Regions from separate parts of the Pan troglodytes genome. Here region 2 is linked to region 1. Evidence: chromatin contacts called from public HiChIP or PLAC-seq data. All regions are on one chromosome and are shown on one strand. The core of a region is the stretch at or near the end of the contact, and the rest is flanking DNA. Distances in the headings are between cores, read along the strand shown.

Evidence for each region. HiChIP or PLAC-seq counts read pairs in DNA pulled down with a chosen protein or histone mark.
Region 2: a contact with region 1 is called in an H3K4me3 HiChIP or PLAC-seq map of stem cell-derived excitatory neurons, with 10 times the contacts expected there. The contact joins the promoter of FAM72A here to the promoter of IKBKE in region 1. A contact is called at or near these places in 1 of 7 Hi-C or Micro-C datasets (stem cell-derived neural progenitor cells) and 1 of 1 datasets of contacts at active chromatin or transcription factors (stem cell-derived excitatory neurons).

What each region holds. Positions count from the first base shown.
Region 1 is chr1:42,617,771-42,622,911 of NHGRI_mPanTro3-v2.0_pri, reverse strand. IKBKE (inhibitor of nuclear factor kappa B kinase subunit epsilon) reads left to right here and starts at 3,135. Exons shown (of 19, transcript XM_063792747.1): 1 at 3,135-4,144; 2 at 4,602-4,691.
Region 2 is chr1:42,876,371-42,881,511 of NHGRI_mPanTro3-v2.0_pri, reverse strand. It overlaps FAM72A (family with sequence similarity 72 member A), which reads right to left and starts at 3,231. Exons shown (of 5, transcript XM_054674253.2): 1 at 2,770-3,231; 2 at 2,362-2,579. The coding sequence starts at 2,513. It overlaps SRGAP2 (SLIT-ROBO Rho GTPase activating protein 2), which reads left to right and starts at 2,000. Exons shown (of 24, transcript XM_009441371.4): 1 at 2,000-2,168; 2 at 3,950-4,558. The coding sequence starts at 4,492.

The sequences.
Region 1 (5,141 bases), core at 1,886-4,385:
CAGGGCGCAGTGGCTCACACCTATAATCCAGCACTTTGGGAGTCCAAGGTGGTGGATCACCTGAGGTCGAGAATTCGGGACCAGCCTGACCAACATGGAGAAACCCCGCCTCTACTAAAAATACAAAAAAAAAAGTATCTGGGCATGGTGGCACATGCGTGTAATCCCAGCTACTCAGGAGGTTGAGGCAGGAGAATCGCTTGAACTCGGGAGGTGGAGGTTGCAGTGAGCCAAGATCACGCCATTGCCCCCCAGCCTGGGCAACAAGAGTGAAACTGTCTCAAAAAAAAGAAAGGAAAAAAAAAAAATGCAGCAGAGGAAGGGGGCCAGCAAAGAAGGCAGAATGAGCAAGTGGCAATGAGGTAGATGGCTGGGAAAGCACAGGGTCACAGACAGCAGGAGAGGACAATGCTTCAACAAAGCAGGGAATCTGCTGTTGAATGCCAATGGGGTAAGGTGAGGCTGGCATAGAAAGGGAATCATTGGACAAGAGCATTTTCAGCAGAGGGGGAATGAGTCCAGCTGGAGTGGGTTAGGTGGCAAATGGGAAGGGAAGAGGCAGTAACTTGACAACTCGTTGAATGGGGAGCATCGAGAGACAAGGGTAAGATGGGCAGTGCAGAGGTGCATTTGTTGGTGGGGTGGGCAGGACGCAGTAGAACGGGAAGAATGAATGTGCAGGAGAGGAGAGGGTGAGCTGCAGGGTACAAGCGGGAGAGTTGGCCATGGCCACTAAAAGAGGCTCAAGAAGAGGCACTTCCTGCTGTCGCGTGGGAGGGAAGGCAGGTGAGTACAGACACAGGGCAGGCAGTGGATGTGGGGGAGGAAATGAGGGGGCTCCCTTCTGATTGCTTCTTTTATCTAAGCGAAGTTTAAGGCAAGGTCCTTAGCTGACAGTGTAGGAGGGAACAGTGCAGAGGAGGTTTGAAGAGTGAAGACAATGAGAGAAACACTTGCTTTTCCTCGAAGAGAGACGACGCTGGCACCGGCGCCAATTTCCTTCAGTGGCCTGGATGCTGCCTCACAGCTTGTCCCACTGCTTGGGGTCATAGCAGCAAGACTGGCTGCAGTGTTTGTCCCTCCTTCTGCACCCAAAGCTCCTAGCCAGAGCTGACCCCTGAAGGTGACAAAGAGCCGGGCTCCGAGACCTCGTCGCTCAGCCCTTTGCCCTTGTGACTGAGCACAGCAAATACATATGGCCTGGCAATGCCCCCCAGCCTCTTCCATATGCACCCCAACCAGCACCCGAGTCCTTTCCCCTCCCCTTTAAGGCACTGGGCCGGTGAGTCAGTTGTGAAAAACTGGCTCAGGCCCCTTAGAGGCGGAAAAAGAAATTAATATCTTTTCAGAGCAGACCAGGTGCCAGGAGCTTCATCTCATTTTACTTTCAAACCAGCCCTATGAGAAACGTCGAGTGACGTGCTAGGGTCATCCACAGTAGGTGGTAAAATCTGAACTCAAACCTCCATGGCAATGGAGCTAGCCCCTGCCCTTCTTACTATACGTTCAGCCTCTTTGTAGAAGTCACATGAGATTTTCTTTCTGACAGCTGCTGTCAAGGGCCGCCCTCTTCCACCTCTGGTCCTTGCACTACCCTTGGATTGCCACTTCTATTTCTAGGACTCCTCAGAGCCACTTGGGAACACGTGGTGGGGACTCTTACAGACTTCCTCTTCCCTTCTGGAGCCCGCCAGCCCCCTGCACCTTCTCGGATGCAACCGGCTGTGCTGCCCGGCTGGGGCACAGGCAAGACATTGCTTCACTGTGTCCACACAGAGGATGTGACCTCACAGAGGATGCACAAGGAAACTTGATCTGTCACGGCACATGGCTCCAGGCCACCTCTACCTCTCTCCCTTTTCTCAGCCTCAGTCCGGCTCTTCTCATGCTTCTGTGCCTCTGCACGTGTGCCCACAGCCTGGAATTCCATTCCCCCAGCCCCCTCTCCTCTGCCTAACTCCCCTTTTCCTAAAGTCTGGCCAAGCAACCCTTCTGGAAAGCCCTTCTTGATCACCTTCCTCCCCGCTGCGCATCTGCCACTCATAGCATCTGCCATGCCATCCTGGACCTCCAGGCTCCTGATGGGATGCCCACCTTTACGTCCTCAGCACACAGTGCCTGCCTCATAGCAGGTGCTAGACACATGGTAGTTTCCTTTGAATGTGCTAAATATGCTGGGAAAGAGATTGACTGAGAGAGGAAAGTAAGAGTGCTGGTGAGGACCCAGCAGGTTCATCAGGGAAAAAAGTGGGTAAACATTACGGATCGTCTAAGTTATGTAGCAAACCTCAGTGCCCTAAAGCAACAAAGGCTGATTTCTCACCAAAGCCAATGTCCCTTGTGGACCAGCAGGGGAACTCTGCTCAGGACAGTCACTCAAGGACCCAGACTAACAGAATCACACTACCAGAAAGCAGAGCTCTGGGAGGGTCTTGCATCAGGAAATAAATGCTTTGGTGGGGAACTCACATGCTCCCCCTATCACAAAGTAACTAGGATGTGCAGTTCTCCCATGTGCCAGGCAGGCAGAAACCTGGGAAGACTAGGCTGGGTGCAGTGGCTCACGCCTGTAATCCCAGCATTTTGGGAGACTGAGGCAGGTGGATCAGGAGGTTGGGAGATCGAGACCAACCTGCTCAATCCACCTCACCAACCACACAGTGAAACCCCATCTCTACTAAAAATACAAAAAGTTAGCCGGGCATGGTGGTGCATGCCTGTAGTCCCAGATACTTGGGAGGCTGAGGCAGAAGAATCACTTGAACCCAGGAGGTGGAGGTTGCAGTGAGCTGACATCATGCCACTGCACTCCAGCCTGGGTGACAGAGTGAGACTCCATCTCAAAAAAAAAAAAAAAAAAAAAAAAAAGCAAGCTGGGAAGACTGGGTGGAACATGAGGATCTCAGGCACTCAGGCACATTCCTCCTGGTCCTGATGTGAGAAGTTGCAGCAACTCCTCCAGCTGGAGGTGTTATGGGGAGTTCTCTTTATCTGAGCACTAGGCAGTTCTCAGCTCTGCTCCTGTTCTAGTGTCACTGTGGGAGGGGTGGGGCTGGCGGAGGAAACCACCAGGTGTGGCCATGGGAAAGTCCCTCCAACATTCTATAGAAACATGGAATTTCCTGGTTTTAACCATTTCACATCCAACTGCCATCTCAGAGCTGACCAGAGCAGCACAGACCCCTCCAGCCTCCTAGGACATTTGATGCGGGGCATCGAGTCCTGGCTGGGAAGTTGGCACCTGGGTGCCAGCCCCAGCAGTCTCTGAAGAGCACGGGTAAATTACTGAAGTGTGTGGGCCTCCATGCCTTCAATGCCTTTCTGTAAAATGCTTTCCAAGCTCCCAAACAATTCCAAATATATCCATGTCATCCAATCAACCCACAGAGTAGCTGTTACTCTGCGGGTGAGTGAGCTGGCTGGGAGGGGCTGCATGCTGTGTGCTCAGGTCACACTGGAAGGCATCAGCTGGGTCCCCGCGCTTGCTCTTGGACCTCTGCAGGCCTCCTGGGAAGGTGACTCAGATCCAACTTCTAGGACTGGATCGGCATAGCTCCCACACTTCCTTGGGGTTCCTGGGTGTGGGAGCGTGGACTTCCCAGGCAGCTTTCCACTTAGTTAACTTGCCCAACCTGCTCTGTTGACTCTGGGAAGAGCCCTGAACTTCCCTGCTCCAGTGAACTGTGGGAGATGCCAAAACAGCACCCAGCTGCCCATCAAGATTACCAGAAGGGCCCCAGTTCCTGGCTTCTCTGTGGCTCACACTCTGGTCCTATTGCCTACCCTTGGGAACTCAGAGCATCCTCTTTCTCTTTTCTGCTGAGCTGGTGGCTGCACCGAGTTGCCTCTGTCTCTTTAAGAGAGAAAGAGAGAGCGAGAGACGGAAATCAGGAAGTGCGAGAGAGCTGAGAGCCAGGACTCAGTGCTGAGCTTGGTGTCCCACCGCCACAAGGAGGCAGGGAAGAAACCCACTAGTCCCAGCTCCTGGGGTGGCACAGACATTGCAACTGGCCCTGCCTGTGGGTCCTAGGGGCCCTTGGCTACCAGGAGGCTAAGAACACTGCTCATGAATGACAGTGAGCCCTGAAAGCTCTGGGGGTGTCACCCAGTCCCACAAGCCTGCATCCCCTGCAGTGGAGATGGGGTGAGTGTGCAGCGTGTGGAGGGGGGTGGGGGTGGAATGAGGGGCCAGACAAGGGGCAGCTGCAGGGCAGCTCAGCCGGGTGCAGGGGTGTGGGCTTGTTGGCGGCGGTGCTCTCACATAGAGCGTTGTGTGTGGCATGGAGGTGAGCCACCACGGGCCAACCACAAGCCCTCCCTGGGCTCTGCTTACCAACACCCAAAGCCAGCGATCAGCACCCAGCGCCTGCCCTCACCTTTCCCGGGGTCTTTCTCCCTGGCCGGAGTCTCAGGAGTAGGAGACGCTGGGAAAGGCTCCCTGAACAGTTTGGGAATAGAGCTGGAAACCCCCAGCCCAGCCCTGTGGGGGAAGGTGACAAACAGGAAAGGGTTAAAGGGCTAGGGCCGGCGGCCTTTGATGGAGGCTGAGAAGCAACTGCACTGAGGGGCGCCTCTCATCCGCCCTCCTCTTTCCGGTGTAGCTCAGCTCCTGGACGTGCCACAGACAGAAAGCATAACATACGCTCGCCAGGAAGAGCCTTTGCCTGACTCAGGGCAGCTCAGAGCGTGGGGTAAGTGCACTTGGCCACAGCAGAGCCCTGAGGAGGGAGGGGAGGGGAGAGGTGGGTGGGTGGCGTCTCACATGCTTCACTGTCCACTGCTCATTCATCCAACCACTGGCTGAGGGCCACTGAGCCCTTCTTTGCACCAGGTGCTTGGGGTGGTGGGGGGAGGATCTGCAGAGCGTGCAGAGTTAAGCCAGATGTGCCACAGCCAGAGCTCCCGGGCACAGAATCCAGGGGCACACCGCCTGTCTGGGGCTCTGCGCTTTGCACCTCCCTGCCTATTATCCCAGAGTCTTGAGCTGTTCCTTGCCCAGTATCAGAGCCCTTGGCCTTGATTTCAGCCTGCTGTGCTCCAACCCCAGCCCCAGCCCCCAGACCTGCTGGCTGGCTCCAGCCTCAGCGGGGAAAACCAGACCCACTCATTCATGCTGAGCTACTGTGTTGTCTTCAGGAAGC
Region 2 (5,141 bases), core at 1,982-4,481, 260 kb before region 1:
TCATGGATAAAAATGAAAAACTTAAATGACCTCTTCTCTCCAACAGTACAGAAAATTTTGCCTGAATTTACCTAAAGTCTACGCCACGGACTTGATTCAGTGAAATAGGATGGTTGGGCAGGGCACTGAACCAGGGATCAAACTTAAGAGATGTGTGGTCGCATGACTGTAATTGAACTAGAAGCATTACATCAGGACTGACCACCTTGGCTAAACCACAGACTTTGTCCAGACAGTCTGCCCACTTAGATATATTCCAAGGGGATCATCAAACTGGTGGGAGTGGCTGAAACACCGAAATGATAACCTCCTTGTTGACTCCCACAGATCCAAGCCATAAGTGTTCCCATTTAGTTAAAAGCTACCGTTGCCCGCCACTAGCATGACTTACTTGGTAGGAGGGATGTCTGTAGAGAAAAGGTCTATTTCAGTATCAGCCAGCAAAACAGCCTTCATTCCCCTAGAGCTGAGCACTTGTTTACAGAATTTGCAACACAGGATGGACACGCACCTGTCCTTGAAACTACAAATGTTGGTAGACATGGCGTCGCAGGAAGGATGAGGTGTGGGATTTTGAAAAAGGAAACAAGAGTAATGCTCCTACTATTTTGATTCCCCCAGGCTAAAATTCAAATTGCGGGACCTAGAGCTTTTCTAAGTCCTAATATTGGGAAGGAAATTAGTTTTTTTTTCTGTTTTCCCGGTGGCGGAGTAGAAGAAGTATTTATTGAGTAGGAACAGGGGAGCGTGGCAAACTTGGCTTTCCTTTTAACTTTTGGAGAAGGGAGTGGAGTTTGAATTGGAAAGGAGGCAGGTGGAGTTTGAAGGGAACTTCTCAACGGCTTTCCGTTTCTGCTGTCTAAAGGAGTCCTCTACACTTCAGCTCCCGCCCCTTCATAGCAATTCCCTCAGCCTTCTCCGATCGTCTAATTTAAAGCTTCTCCTCTTTTAAGACATCCCTTCCCCAGCATTAAGCCCCTCCCCCGGAGCGCTCCAGTTCCCTGCTGTCGGATCTCGGGCTAAGCGTCCCTACCCACGCCTCCTCTTCCCAGGATTCAGAAACTCCCTTCTCTTTTTCTGCCAGGCGATCCTGGATTCTCCTCCGTCCCGCCCCTTTTCTCCCGGACCTTCCTCCGCTCTGCGGGTCCGCGGGCCCCTCTCCTGGCAACCCCCGGCCCTCAGCGTGCTCGCGCTGTTTCTCTCGCGTCCTCCCTTCCCTCAGCTGTCCCTCGTGCCCCCCGCAGTCCCCTCAGGTCTCTTCCCGGAGCGGCTGTTCCCGGGCGCGCGGTGGTGTTGGTGGGGCAGAGCTGAAGTCGCTTTAGAGGCTCAGTCGGCGCTGGGGTCTGTCACCGAACACGTTGGTTTTCGCTCCCTCTTCCGCTTTTCCTGCCTCTCCAACCCGGTATCAGTTTGAATTGCCAGCGCCGCGCACCGATTGGAAGAACTAGAGTTAGCCCCAGTCCCTCATTGGAAGGCTCCGGGGCCTCCCCTCACGAGAGCTTAGTGGCTTGAAGACCGTAGGCACCGCCCTAGTAACGGTGCTGAGATCAATTCGGCTTTCTGGTTGGCTGAGCTTGGCTCCGCCTCCGATCTCATTGGCCGGCTTCGGGAGGTTTCGGCAATCCCTGCCTTCGCCCTAGTGAAAGTGGCAAGGCACGCCCTTCCCGCTTCTTATTGGAAGAGGGTCTACAGTCTCCACCGGTCTCTACTCTTTATTGGTTAAAATTCTCCGCAACACCCCTCTTCTCTACCCCGGCCCAATTGGCCGTGCCTTAGCTCAAGAGTTTGTGTTTGGTCGTCGGTTCCACCTTAATCCCGCCCATCAGTTCTACTTAGGGGTTCAACAACCCGGGGTGGAGCTTAATCTGTGACCACGCCTCGGCAGTGCTAGTCACACCTCCAAGTTTTGCCAGCTCCTCCCCCTCATTCCGAGCCTCTCGGGATCAGCTCTTCCTATTGGCTATGGGCCCCATCGGTCGATAGAAAACGGGCGGTGATTGGTAAAGGGGTGGGCTCTACTTCCCGGCGGGGTCCTGCGGAGTTGGCGGAGGCTCCTCCAGGGACTGGGGCACCGATCTGCGTAGAAACGGGTGGCGGGGAAGAGAGGGGAGGAGAGCTCTGAGTGGGAAGCGGAGCCGGGGGCCCGGGACCCGTCGCGTCAGAGCCAGGTAAAGGCTCCTTCCCTCTTCCTTTTCTTCCTCCCGGCCGCCGGTCTGGAGCCCTGACTGAACAAACCCGGGTTGGGGCGGGAAGGAGAGGGCGCGGATGCTGCTCGCGGCATCGCCTTAGCGGTGCCGCCCGGAATCCCTCAGACCGCCCCCCCTCCACCTTCTCCAAATTTCCCAGTACAGCCCATAATACTTCTCAGGACTGCGAGTCTCTCCGCCCATCACTGTACAGCCTGGGACTCCGTCCTGGCTCACGGACCGCAGCGCAGCCGGCACCCAGCCGCCTCTCCCTTTCCTCCGCACACGGGCAGCCGCGGTCCACCGTGGGGCAGTCGTCGTTGGCATCGCGCGTAATCATCGGCCGGCCTCCTCCAGTGTCTCCCCGCCCTGGCGGACAGCCCGGGTCCCAGCCTAGGACCCAGGAGGATGGGTGTTCCGCGCAGCTTCCGGGGCTCTCCCCGAGTCCCACCCCCCGGCCCGCCCCGATGGACTTCTCTTCGCCCACTCCCATCCCTAGACCACATCTCGGTCCCCACAGTTCCTGACATCCTTGCGCTTCACGCAACATCGCGGCCCATGATCATGCCCCAATTCCCCTCACCTCTAAGGCAGCCTTCTCCTTGCCGCCTCCCGCCTTCCGAGCGTGTGCAACTCCAGTTGTCCCCGGGCTCCCTTCCAGCCTCAGGACCCCATCTCACACCCGCCTCTCGCTTCCCGCTTCCCGCTCGCCTGAACCCCGCCGCCTCTGCTCCCTGTCTTGTTCCCTCAGCGTGGCCCCTTCCTCCAGCCGCGGGAAGTGGGAGACGCTAGCGGGAGCTTCCTTCTCCCGGCGCTCGGAGGAAAAGGAAAGACCAAGTAGAAAGGGTCGCCGCTGCGGCACGCGAGGGAGCTAGCCGCCGGGCTCCGCGCTCCCGCTTGCGTCCCTCCAGCCCCCTGGGCCTCGTCCGGGGCCGGATCTTCTCGGGCACCGCCTGGTGCGAGGAGTCAGGACTGCGACCTCACCGACCTCCTCCCATCCCCAGCCTGGGATTGGGTGGGATATCTGAGATCTCTGAGCTTGGGTGTCAAAAAAATATTGGGGGTGGCATTTATAGTCACTATCGTCCGTAGCTTGAGGGAGGCGACGGCTGCCTTCCGCTCACCGCCCCCCGGTTTTCCCGGCTCCGACCCTATCCTCTAACCCGTTTCCTGCTTCAGCTGACCACATTGTTTTCCTGGATGTGTCCCGTGCCGAGCAGGCTTTTTCCTGCAGATTTGCCCCCCCCCCCCCCATCAACATTTTGCTGCCAAGAGAAGCTAGTAACCAAAAACAAAACAACTAGGAGGAGGGGCGGGAGGGGAAGAAAAGTTGTGCCCGGGTGGCTTGTCCCTCCCCGGCTTTGATCCCCTTTGATGTACAGGGAGGTGCCCCGGCCGGGGGTCTGGGGCCACGACGGGGGCTAGGTCGGGAGGGCTCCCTCGGGCTGGCCGCTGCCCAGCGCTGGCGGGGCTCAGGAGGCCGCCGAGGTGCCGCAGTCCCCGCCCGGTGCCCCGCGTTCCTGCAGTCCCCGCCCGGAGCCCGCGCAGGCGGCTGCTCCAAAGTGTTTTCTTTCAGCCTTAAAATCCGGAGGGAGCTTCCTTCCTCCCCACCTCGTAGCGCCGGGCTCTGCGGGCGGGGAGGCGTTAAGCGGACAGGAATGGGCCCAGGGCGGGCTCGGAACGACGTCCCCTACCCCACCCCCGCCGCGATTAGGATCTGCGCTCTGGCTGATCGCCCCCTCCCCCTTTTCCTGCATTTACAGGCAAGTGAACCGGAGCAAACGACTTCCGATCCAGTCTGCGCTGTTGCGGCTCCCGTTTGGGATTTGATTTGCAGCATCTTTGAGCCTCTACGACAAAAAACCGCGAAGCACGCCCAGCCCTCCCCCGGCACCCCGAAAAGCACCCACTCCCTCCCGGGGACACAGCTGGGCGCGTCCACACCCCCGCAGCCCCACACCATGTTGTGCGGAAGGACTTCCACTCCCCGCCTGTGTCGTTGATGTCAGACCCCAGGCCAGCCTCCGGGCGCTGCAGTTCTCCCGGCTAATGCTGAGGCTGCGGCTCCGGCTCTAGCACAGGCACCAGCCGCCGCCGCACCCGGCCCCAGCGCCCACCGTCTGCATGTGCCCGCCGTAGCCGTCTGCCCAGCCCGCAGCCCGCGCTCCACGGAGCGCTGGAGACCACCGTGGGGGGCCCCTTCTGCCCTCGAGAGAAGCGGTCTTGGAGGTATTGATTTAGGTGATTGGATTTTTTCCGTGGATCTATCAATTCACAATTCGAATTTGGAAGAAAGAAGGAAAACATGACGTCTCCAGCCAAATTCAAAAAGGATAAGGAGATCATAGCAGAGTACGATACTCAGGTCAAAGGTAAGGGCTTTGAAAAATAGCACACTGCAAATGCTCTGTGGACTGGTGAGGCGTGTATTTCCACGGTGATTTGCAGGTTGTTCATTTCTTTGGGTGGAGCAGATGGGGGCAGGCCGACCCCAGAGGTGGTTTCATAGATGGGTCTGAACCTCTAAAGGATGGGCAATGCCAGGGGGCCATTGACACTGGAAAGGAATTTTTGCAGTGGGCTGTAGGAGTATCTTTGTGGGGCTGACCATGATTTTGGCAGCCCTTTCCCCCAAGCCGGACAGGGTGGGGGGAGGGGCAGGAGGCTCTTAGAGAAAGGCAGTTTGCCTCCGGTTCTCTGGGTCAGGTTTCCTTGAAAGACAACTGAAATCTGACAGGTGTTTGGACATTTGTTTCAGAGATCGAAGAGGAGTCCAGACAGAAAGGCAACCTTGGGAAGGTGTACCATTTGGAGAGCCTTGGGAGAGGCGGGGTTTTTCGGATGCACTATATTAAAACATGAGATTTGCTATGGCATTGGCACCAAAAGTCCATTGCCACCTTGGGTGTACCTTGTACCTGCCTGGTCTCTGGTCCGCCTGCATACAATCAGAGA